Linked DNA regions of Zea mays: region 1 is linked to region 2. Evidence: chromatin contacts called from public Hi-C data. All regions are on one chromosome and are shown on one strand. The core of a region is the stretch at or near the end of the contact, and the rest is flanking DNA. Distances in the headings are between cores, read along the strand shown.

What was found. Hi-C and Micro-C count contacts between places; a contact is called where the count stands out from the background.
Region 1: a contact with region 2 is called in a Hi-C map of tassel, with 3 times the contacts expected there. The contact joins the promoter of LOC100192499 here to the promoter of LOC100282287 in region 2. A contact is called at or near these places in 6 of 25 Hi-C or Micro-C datasets (bundle sheath, ear, leaf and 1 more).

Annotation. Positions count from the first base shown.
Region 1 is chr1:187,879,897-187,886,621 of Zm-B73-REFERENCE-NAM-5.0, reverse strand. It overlaps LOC100192499, which reads right to left and starts at 2,660. Exons shown (of 7, transcript NM_001137719.1): 1 at 2,365-2,660; 2 at 1,531-1,847; 3 at 594-819; 4 at 274-519; 5 at 65-175. The coding sequence starts at 2,613.
Region 2 is chr1:187,535,635-187,541,952 of Zm-B73-REFERENCE-NAM-5.0, reverse strand. It overlaps LOC100282287 (harpin-induced protein), which reads left to right and starts at 2,146. Exons shown (of 1, transcript NM_001155199.2): 1 at 2,146-3,445. The coding sequence starts at 2,319. The coding sequence ends at 3,128. It overlaps LOC103641463 (Elongator complex protein 2), which reads right to left. Exons shown (of 10, transcript NM_001348926.1): 5 at 6,301-6,318; 6 at 5,541-6,212; 7 at 5,116-5,434; 8 at 4,756-4,973; 9 at 4,326-4,503; 10 at 3,608-4,207. The coding sequence ends at 3,729.

The DNA.
Region 1 (6,725 bases), core at 1,411-3,910, 340 kb before region 2:
GCTGAACTCCCTTGTATGAGAACACGAACAGATCCGTAAACTTAACATTGCAAGACAAACGTACCTGTACTGTAGATGTGTTCTCAAAAAAGTTGCGAACGAAAGGCTCCATACTAAATACATCTTCAGGAATCCAACTGTCACCCATCTTCGGGAATGAATTGTATGCATGTCCCTTGTCATAACAGTAATAAATAATTAGATGAGAGAGAGAACGTAAACGCAGCTTCAAGGCAGAAACTACGAAACACACGCAGAGAATGTAATATGTACCGCATCATTGCCCGCAACAAATGCTCCAGATATTGCAGTAATGCCTACAACAGCACTGACAGGAATTGCCAACTTCCTGATTTTTGCTGCACCGTTTACCCAACTCATTGATCCGGTTGGAGGATCAGGCATCACTACTGACAAAGCAGTCCACAATATGCCACAGTATATAATAAATGCAGATGTCAGGTGAGTTGCCAGCCTGTAAGGGCTAACCCTTGGTTGAACATACTCAGATGTTGGTTCCTGAGGTGAAAAGAAAATAGTGAAGTTCCAAGCCTCAAAGTAGTTAAACATGAAAAACATTGTCTAATAAATACCTCAAGACCGCTCTTCACCATCCACCAGCCAATGAGTCCTTGCGCACCACCAAGTGCAAAAAGAGCCGACAGCCTGATCCCCAGTTGGCGAGTAACATAACCTCTTGCAATGAAGTATGCAAAAGGACCCGCAAATACAAAGCCCAAAGCTCTTCCCCACATTCTGTGTGCATACTCCATCCAGTATATAAATTTGAAATCTTCAAGGCTCATTCCTTTGTTCACCCTAGATATGTTTGTAGAATGCTGCAATTGCATTAGCAGAAATATGGCATTCAAAGCAGTATCTCTTAAGGATGGAAACTTATAAGAACAAACACAGAGAAACACCAGGGGATTAACATTTATCTGTTTAAAGGAAAGTACTCAAAGTTGTTGAGAGTCCATGTGAACTACATATTCTATGTTGCTATCAAATTCATATCAATTGCTACCCCCCCCCCTCCCCAAAAAAAGTATAGTTCACTTTAGTTTTGTCCTAAGGCATACTTCTCTAACTTTGAACGGGTTTTTTAGAAAAAATATATAACATCGTCAAAACACATTTCATGGAAAATATAAAGAAACTAGTTTGACGTTGTAGATGTTGGTGTATTTTTCTACTAACTTGGTCAACAATTAGAGAAGTTTGACTTAGGACAAAGCTAACTTGAACTATAATTTGGAACATAAGGTAGCACAAAACAGTATTCTTCCTTTTTTTTTTCCTTTGATCTTGCATACTGTTGTTTATTACAATGTTCTAAACTTTCAAAAAAAATACTGATAATGTGTGTCAAGGTTACACATGTGAGAACTATGGGGATTTCTGGTTTGGTGCACATGGGAGCTAAAGTTTACTAACATAAGGCCATTACCTAGTTACACTGGTGACCATAAAAAATAGCAGACAAACGTAAGGTAACGTATGAATAAATGTCAGCGGTTGCAGCCTTGCCTTTTGTACTCAGGTGACTGCTTGTATTTCTCAAATTCCAGCTGCCATGCTTCGTCTGTCATTGGAGGTATTTCCCCTGTGAACTTCCAGTCAGTCATTGACAGCCCAGAACGTGTGAGCCGAGTAATCCCTCCCAGTATGACCAAGCTGAACACCCAGGCAGCACAACCAAAGAGCCATATCCCGACCGCCTTCTGCACATGAGCCCCTTTTGTAACAAGCAGCTTGAATCCTGAATTTGCTGCTCCACTGGCCACAGTTGAGTTCAGTGCTGTCGCCGTAGTTGACATTCTCCTTGTGCATTGGCCAAACATGGCCTAAAATGGAACAAGCGTATGAATCAGCTGTAAGTTTGAGAATTCCATTCAGCACGCCAAGGTGAAGTAATGAATGGTATATTGCAATGCATACCACGACTTCTAAAAAGTTTAATAAATGGACTGTGAAGTGTGAATTTCACATATGCAAAAAAAAACATTTTTGTAGTAATTTCTGCGACTGAAGCATAGTTTTCTATTTAACAGTTCGGCCGTGCAGAGATTGGTCCTGCTCGCTATTCTATCCTATCTAAAAACCCGGAAGACATGTGCAGCCAAGACTCAATGTAGCTAATTCGCTATATCAATCAGACAAACCTGTCATCCCAAGATGGTTCTATGTTAGTCGAAAAGAAAAAAGGGACGCACCCTACAAATAACAGTGACTGCCCCGAGCCATTCCCGTCGAAAGCGGTCGAATTACAGAAGGTCCAGCAAGCAATTCCTCGAAAATGAGGACATTCAACATTTACTCACTCAAGAGGGAGACGCGAGAAGAGCAGAGAGGCTCGCTGACCTTGGGAGCGAGGGATCGGAAGGCGTGGAAGTTGCCGAACCGGGAAGCGTAAGAGAAGGCCCCCGCTGGCCCAGACCTTGGCGGGAGGAGGCAGCTTCCGCCGCCGCCGCCGCCGCAAGAGGAGGAGGCAGATCCAACCCTATGCGGTGGAGCCGGAGCGAGGGCGCTTCTCGGCAGACGAGGCGTCAGCAGGGAGGATGCCAGGTACCTGCCCCGCCGGATCAGCGCCGCTGCCACCCTGCTACCCATCGCGGCCGGCGGCGACTGGCACGGCGGCTTGCGGAGGAAGTCGAGCTGTTGGGGAAGGAAAGCTGGAACGGAAGCACACGCGGGTCGCGTCGGGGTCCCTGTTTGGATTCTGATTTCACGGCAATGACGGCAGAAAACAGTCATAGCAGCATCCTCATCGGTTTCTGATCTCACGGTCCTCCATTCACCTGTTACACGCCCAACAAGCGACGTGTCTTCTTCTATTTGACACGGCTGCTTTCTTATTTGACACCGGTTATCTTATCCTCTAACATGTATCACTAACTATCTATTATAATAGTTAGACACGTATGTTAACTAACAAGAATAACCGACACCAAAGAAGAAAGCAATCGTACAAATAAAAAAGAAAAGTCACATCGCTTTTTGGGCCTGCATTTCACTGCAGGGTTGTGGAAAAGGTAGGTGAATGGAGGGGCGTGAGATCAGACACGGATGATGATATGAATCTTGTTAGCGGCAGGAAGCTGCCGTCGGCGATCGAAGTCACGACGACGCATCGTGAGTCCTAAGGCTCCTAACGGTGGCTAGGTTAAGAGTGAGAAATATTTGCACTCACATAGTCTTGTGACGAAGATGAAACTTTATTCTTACAACCAATAACAGTGTTGGCTAAATTATTCACGACTGCACATCTAATTTGGTTTTAAGATATTTTGGAGCAACAACAAAGGATTTCGAAAAAAATGTAATACAACCCTAAAGTTAACAACTATAAATTTGACAATATTTTATTCATCTTTTCTAAGAGTGTCAAACGTGCTATATATAGAGATAAAAATAAATTAAATTTTATCACTATGTATATCATATATTTTAAATTTAGAATTCATAAATCACTAATCATAGTCAGCACGATGGTGAGCTTGACCGTGAAGTCTGCAAAGGTGTTGAAGCCTCTAGGTCTTGAATAAGTTCACGGACTCGACATCTGAGCATGGATAGCGGTTGACAACGAAGTCGGAGAAGTCAAGAACATAGGTGGTGACCGCAAGCTACAAACGATCATATTAGCAACGCTATGTCCACTCTTATTACATCTCCACCCTTCTTACGTACGGACGGACAATTGATCCGATTATCTAATACAACAGTGGTATGATTTGTTTGTCTCCAATATCTTATCAAGTTATAAAACTGGTTGTAGATACATTTATTTTATTGGGAGGTGATGAATATGAATTGTCATGGTATATAAGAGTATTTCAGTGCAGATACAAATATTTGGGTGGGAGGGGATGAACATGAGTTGCCATTGCATTTAGGAGTATTTAAGTAGGAGGGAATGTTGTAATGAACAGTGAGTGATATTTAAAGAGCAGTATATTGTGATTTGTGAGGATAGAATGCATGAATGCATGAACCACATCACATAAGTGGAATGATGGATCATGTATCTGTGCTTTCTTTACCCTTCTAGGAGGACACACATATTATACACAAAACTGCATATTAGTTGTTTGGACTTATCCACAATCTCACCAGCACCTTGATTTGTATGAGACAATCTCACCAGCATTGGCTGACCAACGAATACAAGCCTTCTAGTGAAAGTGATTGCAAGCCCATGAGATTGAGACCCCATAGTGACAGACTGAGAGCGTAGAAGGCTATAAACTATAAAGAAACCGCAGGAAAACACAAAGACTAGAGGACAAGCATTAGACATGCAAAAGGAGAAAAAAAGGAAAGAAAAGGGAGAAGACAGAGCAGCTAGCCAGCTACAAAGAATCAAGCCAAAGAGAGACCTCTAATCTAGGGCCGTTCTTGACTTTTTAGGGGCCAGTACAAAATCCGATATAGAGGCCACATCCACACACAAAAATATATAATTATACATATATTATCAAATATTTGACGTATAAAATTTATTATGCACTGTTTTAAAGATTATAAGATAATAAAAATAAAATATAACCAAAAATATTTACTTGTTATCTGATATCATTAAAAATATCTTCTAACATTTTGTGATACAAAGTCATCGCTTATATCATTGAGATCAATCTCATCCAACAACTTTTTTCGATATATAGAATCGTCAAGCCATTTAACCCCTCTTGAGTTATTGTTGACCATAAATAGTTCACAAAAATATTTCAATTTTAGAAAGCTTCTCTCTGTCGATGCAACCATCATTTGTATAGAAATAATACTCTCTATTTCAAAAGAATTCGTTTTGCTTCTTTAGTGGATTAATCATCATCTAGTTGAATATAAACATAAAAATCAAGAACGAAAACAAATATTATTTTGAAACAGATGGAGTATTCGATAAGTAATTGAGACATTAGTTTAACAATCTAAACGAGACTAGTCGATAGCGTATTCCTCTTTGCGTATTTATGTCTAGAATATATAGATTTAACAAGAAAAAATGCTGTGACTAAGGGTCCTCTGTTTTTGAGGGCCCGATGCAGCCGCCCCCTCAGGTGAGGCCCTGCTCCGATCTAAAAACTTCGGAACCATTCTAAGAAACTGAAGTTTCGACGTGTCGTTGAAACAACTCCAATAAAAAGGGACATAATCTCTGAAAATGACCACATTCCTTTGCTTCCATATCTTCCAAGCCCGAGACTGTCAGGACTTCCATGTAGAACTTGTATCTGAAATGTTCTCTTGCAGCACGGATGATGTGGAATTTTTTTCTTGATATATACTTTTAAATTTTTAATAATAATACTGTGAGATTCTTTTCTTAATAATTTTATTTTATATATTTGGTAATGTACTACACTCGCAGTCTCTTGAATTTTTGGCACACTATGATTCATGAAATTGAATCTGAAATGACATCCAGTAACTGAATAATTTATAACTCAGAATACCTACACCACCAGTCTTTCTAACTAAATCATCAGATGGCCACCTCAGTATCCTACTAATTTCGTCCACAAGTTGTTCGAGGAGGCCGAGTTCAAAGTTGATCAGACCCACATGTGTCATCGTAGCAGAAACCAACCGCCTTGGAAACTTTGGTTTGGTCGAGGAATAAGCTCCCACCGTGCCTGATCTGTTCATAATAAATAGCCTTGGGCCTTGCAGGGTAGATGAAAATGACATCACTTGCGTTCTGAACCATTGATTGACTCTATTGGTAATAGAGTTTGACAATTCAGACCTCGTGAGTCGTGACGCTAATATGAGAATTGCTCCTCAGAACCGCCTTGCTCCTGGCGGCCGGATGTCATGGTAAGGTTATTCTCAGGGTAGTTTCATCACACCATTTCTAATGTTGTCACATCAATAAAAATAAGATAAAATAAAGAATAAATTAATAAAAATATGTTTTCTCAATAGAGAGTTTTGTGATACAATTTCATAGGATAACATGTGACTTAAATGTTGCATATAAATAACCAATAGAATTAGGTGAAATACTAGGAATGTGCTCGTGCGTTGCAACGGCGTACAAAATATTCGATAAAATATGAGTGTTTGTTCTCTCAAAGGGTCTCTTGTATGAGTGTTACAGCCTTACAGACTTTTTGCAACTCCATAGCACACTCCAAGAACACAGATGCCTTGAGAAGTATGTCCACGGAAGCTCGTTTGTTATCTAGAAAGCGGATGCCAAATCAAATTTGGTAAAAGCAAGCAAAACAAAAAGACTTCATCTCACAAGATACCGCTTAAATTGAAAGGATATGTGTTTTTAGCATTATTCTTATAACATATCATACCATTTCGACAGCTTTAAACTTCTCGATATTATAAAAAAATAATAGGCGAGTTCAAACAGATTAAAAGGTGATGTCAAATTATCATTTTGATAGCTTTAAACTGTTTGATATTGTAACAAAAACCAAAGGTCAGTTTGAGTAGATTAAAAGGTGATGTCAAATTACCATTTTTGTTTTGGGACTGCATGTTATGTCTTTGATCATGGTCACTGTGGTCTCTTCACCCTTCTTGGTAGTCTTTTTATTCTTCAGCTGAGACATTATCTGCTCGGCACCTCCAGGCACGCCAAGTTCAGCTTCGAACATACCTCGACTTCATGTCATGTCTTTGATCTTGGCCTTCGTGGTCTCTTCACCCTTCTTAGCAGTCTTTTGTATTCTTCATCTGAGACATGTATCTGCTCGACA
Region 2 (6,318 bases), core at 897-3,396:
GATCATGATCCTCACTTGACATACCTTGATTAGTTCCACACTCGCTGCTTAGTTCGCGACGAACACATGGGGTGTGACAATCAACGCTGTATGCTTGGCCTAATCTCCATGACATGGTTAGGCTTGACCATGACCTCCATGGCAGTAGGATGCATCACGACCATCGTAACCACATAGTACCTCGCCTACAAACGGGCGATCGTAACACGCTATATCTTCCTTGTAAGCGATCGACACCGTCATCGATGGGGTGAACCATTCAGCTAGTAGATCTTGGCCGAAAGCTAATTAAAAGCTAGGTTAATCTGAATCACAACATTAATGCCCTCATAACCCTATTCAACGGACTCGAAGGTGAAGATGGTTGTATCACGGTACGTGAGCACCGACGTGAGATAGTTGGATAAGATAGAGCTTGTGAGCGGTAGCAGCCCTCCGACTCCTTCTGACTAATCGTTGTTGTTTGACTATCAGTCGATTTTTTGCGACAATAATATCATTATTTGTTTGTCTCCAATATCTAATGAAACTATGAAACTGTTGATATCTCATGAAACTGGTTTCGGTACAATTGTGTAGTGGGTGGTATTTAAAGTGTTGTAGGATGTGGGGGATTAAATGCATGAACCACCTCATACAATTGTGATGGTATATAACCAAACGAGATGAGAATTTCATGGATCATGAATCCTTACTTCGTTTGCCCTTCTGGAAAGATATAGACACTACACGAAACTACATATTGAGACGAGTGTTCTTTTAGACTTCAATGATCCGCAATCTCAAAAAGCATCTTTTTAAGGCAATCTCACAAGTTGTCTAAGCACAACATTGGCTGACCGACGAATACATGGCTCTTAGTGGGAGGATCGCAAGCCCATGAGACTAACACATAGTGAGAACCGAGAGAATAAAAGCGAGCTATAGAAAAAAAAATAGACTATTTTTAAAAAAATTATATAATAGTTAAAATTCTTTTTTTTTCTCCGTAAGGTGGATGAATTGGTATTATCTCATAATTTTGGATGTCCTCGATTTGACGTGATTTCAGCTCTAAGTTGTAGAGCTTTTATTAGCTTTACAAAAAAAATCCAAAATAATTAAAATAACCAAAGTTACGAACATACTTTAGGTCCTAGCCTTTGTTGAATGGACATATTACAGTAATACCTTCATCCGATTGTTGAATGGGACATGTTCTTGATTGCTTGGGCCGTGTCACTTGGTCTTGATTGCTTGGGCCGACGTATCAGGAGCAACAAGTACAGTGGTGTTATTTTTGTCTATGTTTACGTTATTTGTAATATGTTAATCACTGAGTGATGCAAGTTAATGTTATATTCATCAATTTTTTTGCGCTGGGTACAAAAGATTAATTGCCACGAAAGGAGGCGAAGATACCCATGTAAAGCCGCGCAGTGCGGCATCTGCTTTCGACGACGTCGCAGACAAAAGCAGGGGCACTACGGCACTGCACCAAAGAAAAGCCATGGATGGATGTCCCCCCCAGGAGGCCGGTCTTTGTGTCAGCACATCTGGGTTCCTTAGTCATGAATTAACCCCCCATAGCTGCTGCCCTTTATTTCGATTCGAGACGAAACGGAACTGGTCCAGGAGCGCCTTTCTTTCTTTCTTTCTTTCTTTCTTTCCATGGCTAAGCGGCAACTTGTCCCTTCCTTCTCTGCTTCTCATCTCACCTCGCCTCTGCTTCGTCAACAGGAAGATCAACGATTGTAACACATTTTATTGCTTGATTCTTCTTCACCTTTGGCCAATCTTAAAATCTGCTTGGCCAATCTTAAAAACTGCACGACGAAAGCATGGGCAGACGACCCACTGCTTCAACTGGGCATGCATGTGTTGGTAGGGAACAGCACATTCCAAGCGACAATCATGAAACACCGAGCATCAGATTAGTACTACTATTTGTTAGTGCCAAGAATAACCCAAGCTTTACCTTTGTCCACCTTAAGAAATATGCTTTTCTAAGATAACAAATCAATTGCTGGCAGCCGGCAACGCTGTCCCACCCCACACCTTTGCTGGAAGCAGCTCTATTTTTTTCAGTGGAGGAACACGAGACAGTGGCCCCACGCTCGAAGCCTCTCTCTCTTTACGTATTTTGGAAGGAGGTACACCACCACTAGGCTCAATCGATCAGACTCCTTTTAACTCCACCACTCCATTGTCCATTCCCTGGCTGCCTCTCGTTGCTGTTGTTGTTGCTGCTCTTCTCTAGCTTGCTTTCCCCCAATAGGCCTCTCTGCACTCTTGAGCTTCTTTGCCTTGTTGAACTTGGTAGCTGTGGCGTTGCCGAAATGGGCGCTCCCTACCACCTCCAATCACCAAGAACCATCATAACCAAGGTAATGAGCATGAAGCAGCTGCCACCGGCCCTGCCACAGCTGCCGCCGCCGCCGGTGGATCAGTCCGAGGTGACCGAGCAGACACCGGTGCTGCCACGGTCGCAGCCGGTGGATCCACCCACGATAACCAGGCAGCCACAGGCGCCCCGGCAGCCAGCGCGGGCGCCTTCCAAGGTAATCCTGCAACCGCGCCAGCGGACCTCGCCGGCGATGTGGTGCGCGGCCATCGCTTGCTTCGCCTTCAGCATCCTCCTCATCGTCGCAGGCGTCGTCACCCTGGTCGTCTTCCTGGCGGTGAAGCCGAGGCCGCCGTCCTTCGACGCCGCTAACGCCATCCTCAACAGCGTCTACGTGGACTCGCCGGCCCCCTACTTCAACAACGACATGACGCTCGTTGCCAACATCTCCAACCCCAACAGGGAGATCGACTTGGTGTTCCGGTCCGCCACTGTCGAGCTCTTCTTCCAGGACAGGCCCATGGCCGTGCAGGCGCTGCCTCCGTTCGCGCAGCGGCGAGGCCAGTCCCAGCTCCTGAACATGCACCTGCTCTCCAGCCGGGTCCTGCTGCCGCCCCAGGTGGCGGTAAAGATGGTGGACCAGGTGAGGAGCAACAGGGTGGTGTACACAATCAGAGGCGCCTTCAAAGTGGAGGCCAGGTTCAGGTTCGGCCACTACTCGTACTGGATGTACACGGTCTGTCAGCTGGAACTCACTGCCCCTCCTTCTGGAGTTCTTGTTGCCCGGAGATGCACAACAAAATGACTGGCTCTAGAAAAATTCCCCTCGTTTTCTTTTGTTATTATATATAAAATCTTAGCTATTTTTTATACTGATGATGGAAATGGCCCGAGAACAGCGGAACATACCTATTGTTGATTCATGTGAATTCGAAGTTGGTTCTTCAGCTTTGTCGATCTCTTGGCTGCTCAGTTGTTGCTGCGTCCTAGTGGCTAGCTGCAACACACAGTAGGTCAGTAGCTTAGATCGTAAGCAACCTGAACAGAGTTCAACAAAGTGTGTAATGTACAGCATAGAACTCTTTGCTTGAGTGTAAGCGGTACAGTGGATTTTTTTTCTCGAATTTGTATTGATTGCAGATTGAGATGATACACAGAGTTTTGGATATAGGTGATTTAGCAAATACATCACCATCTATAACCATAATTTCATAGCTTCTCAAATGAGGGCAACACTGAATCTATTACCACTAAACTGGGGTTACATATGGACAGCACATGCTTCATGAAAACACTCTTTTCTCGATTCTCATACCAGGACTAGTTTTACAACCCAACGGTGTCCGATATCAATAAAAACCTGCCACGCACATAACAGTTTTGATTTACTAGGTTGGACATAAACCTATATGCTGCCGCAGACCTCAAACACCCTTACAGTGTGATCAGCTCCACAAGACGCGAGCTCAAGTGTCGATTTCTCATCGGTTGAGCACCGCCACCGTAATCGGTGAACAGTTGACACGTGACACAAGAGAGGGTCAAATCGAAGCACGCATGCCACGCTGAGCTGGGTTCCTGAAGAAGCTCTTCCACCTGAAACGCTCCAGAGCTCGATCAATCCGTTGTCCATGCCAGCAGCGACGATACCAGCATTAGAAGCACGGTCACGGCCCATCCATGCTAATGCAGTTACGCTGTCACGGAACTGAGGCAATGTTGCAAGTAGCTTGACAGAAGATGCATCTTCAACACACCATATCTTGACACTCTTGTCCCTTGATCCAGTTGCAAATTCATAGCCGAAGGGGTTCCATGAGCATGCCCATATAATTCTTTTGTGTGCTTCGAGCTTCGCAACCAGACGATGCTCTGCTCCTCCTTCTAGAATTACACAAGTGATATCATATCAGCTCCAGCACAAATGAAACAGCATGAGTGAAAAGACAAATGTTATGAAATAATTTCAAAGGAACTACATTATCATAAGAATTATGCCTACCAGTTTTCCTGATTGAAAAGATAGACAAATGGCGATCCCGCGAAACACTTAAAAGAAACGCATTATTACGAGAGAACTCCATTTGTGTCACTGTTAGACTGTGAGATTGCAAGCGGGCAACAGCTTTCCATGTTCCAACCTCCCAGAGCCAGATCTCTGCAACTGCTGCTGATTGAGCCTGAATGGGAGTGAAATTCCATCATATTTCCCATGCATACAGTAAAATCAAACCATTAATAATTAAGCATATCCAGCATCAACTGATGTAATTATGTCAACATGTCAATTATTACCAAAAAACAAGACAACATTTTTTTGCCAACATCACAAGTGTTTCCATCAGATCACAAGATGCTTGTGATTATTTGTATTGTTGTTGCTCTATTAACAATTTCCACGATTAGCACAGGAAAACATGCAGCGCCAATACCTTGCAAGATGAAGCAACAAGCTTCCCTTCATAATCACAGCATATAGAGAAGAGCTCGTTTCCATGACCATATAGTTTGTGCGATTCAGGCCATAGAGTATTCCATGCAAGTTGGTCCTCCACAGGAGGCTCAGTGAATACAGTAGGCACTGCATCAGGAATTGTCTCCATAGAATCTGGACCATCGTTAGAATTACTGATTGAGGATTCCTTGACTCCTGATACACCACCATGCAAAAAAGCAACATCAAATAAAAGGAAAAGAGCTCGATTATATAGAAGTGCCGTTTTTCATGCCAAATAAAAGGACATGTTATTGTTCAATTAAACATACAGATGGGTCATGTGAGAGATACTGACCATGTGTATATATGGGTTTCTGTGAAAGCCCAAGAGCAGACATATTTGCTCCAAGGACTTGAACATTGTCAAAATCCTCGGAGATGTCAGGTTTCAACAGAGTTGCTTGTTGTAGGGTCTTCAAAAATGATAAGGGAGCTTCAAAGACTCTAGAGACCTTTTCATCAGCACCACTAACAAAACGATGGTTCCCACTACCCTGAATGAATGTCACACAGTTGAGATCATGACCATGAATTTGCGGACGGGCAATTTCACGCCAATAGATCATGTCTCCAGGGTTAACTTGATTTCTCCAAGGAGCAAATATGCGTGTTGTCTGCATGTTTAGCATTGATGTAAAACAGCATTAGAGAGAACGCAACAACTAAACAAACATGAGTTCTAGAAATGAGTCAAAACTGACATTAAGTAGAGAAACTTGCCTGGTCATGGCTAACTGATAGCAAATATTGGCCAGATCTTGCCCATGTCAAATCAGACACAGGTGCGAAATGACCGGACGGGACTATCTGAGGCTGCCAATTTTCAGAATCCAGTCCAACATCTCGCCACATATGAAAGGATCCACCGTAACCATGTGCGAGAATGGATCTGCCATCAGGCTGCCAAAGTCCACCATAAAATCCAAGTGCGGAGTGACTTAATTCACCAACAGTCACTGAATCAATCCAAAGGCCAGTAGTTTTCTCTGGCCTCCATATCATCATCATCTTGTCCATGGATGCAGATAATATGCTCATTGGCTGATGAGCTTCATCCCCAGTTAACAATGTAGGTGGCTGCCACTCTACAGAATATACCCAATCCTCATGCCCAACAAGAAGAGACTCCAGTGATACTTGATAGCTTGTACTGCCGGCCACAAATAGAGGTCCTTCAATATAGGAGGTCATCTCAATAGTTTCTTTCCTCAATTGTAAGGAGGAGCCAGAAGCAGCAGCTTCTGAAGTCATTTTCCATATCCGAATGGTTCTGTCCTGAGATGAGCTAACAAGGAAAAGGTTGTGCCTTTCACCGTCCATCATCACGGGTAAAGAAAAATCTAAACTTCTGATCCAATCAGAATGACCTTTAAGTTCACAGGCCTTAATGAACTGCACGCAGAAAAATGTGTAGTTAAGGTAGCAAGAAACAGAAAACTGACAAAAAGAAAAGATGTTGCAAAAACATTAAGTTACAAACCTTGCCTGCCTTATCCCC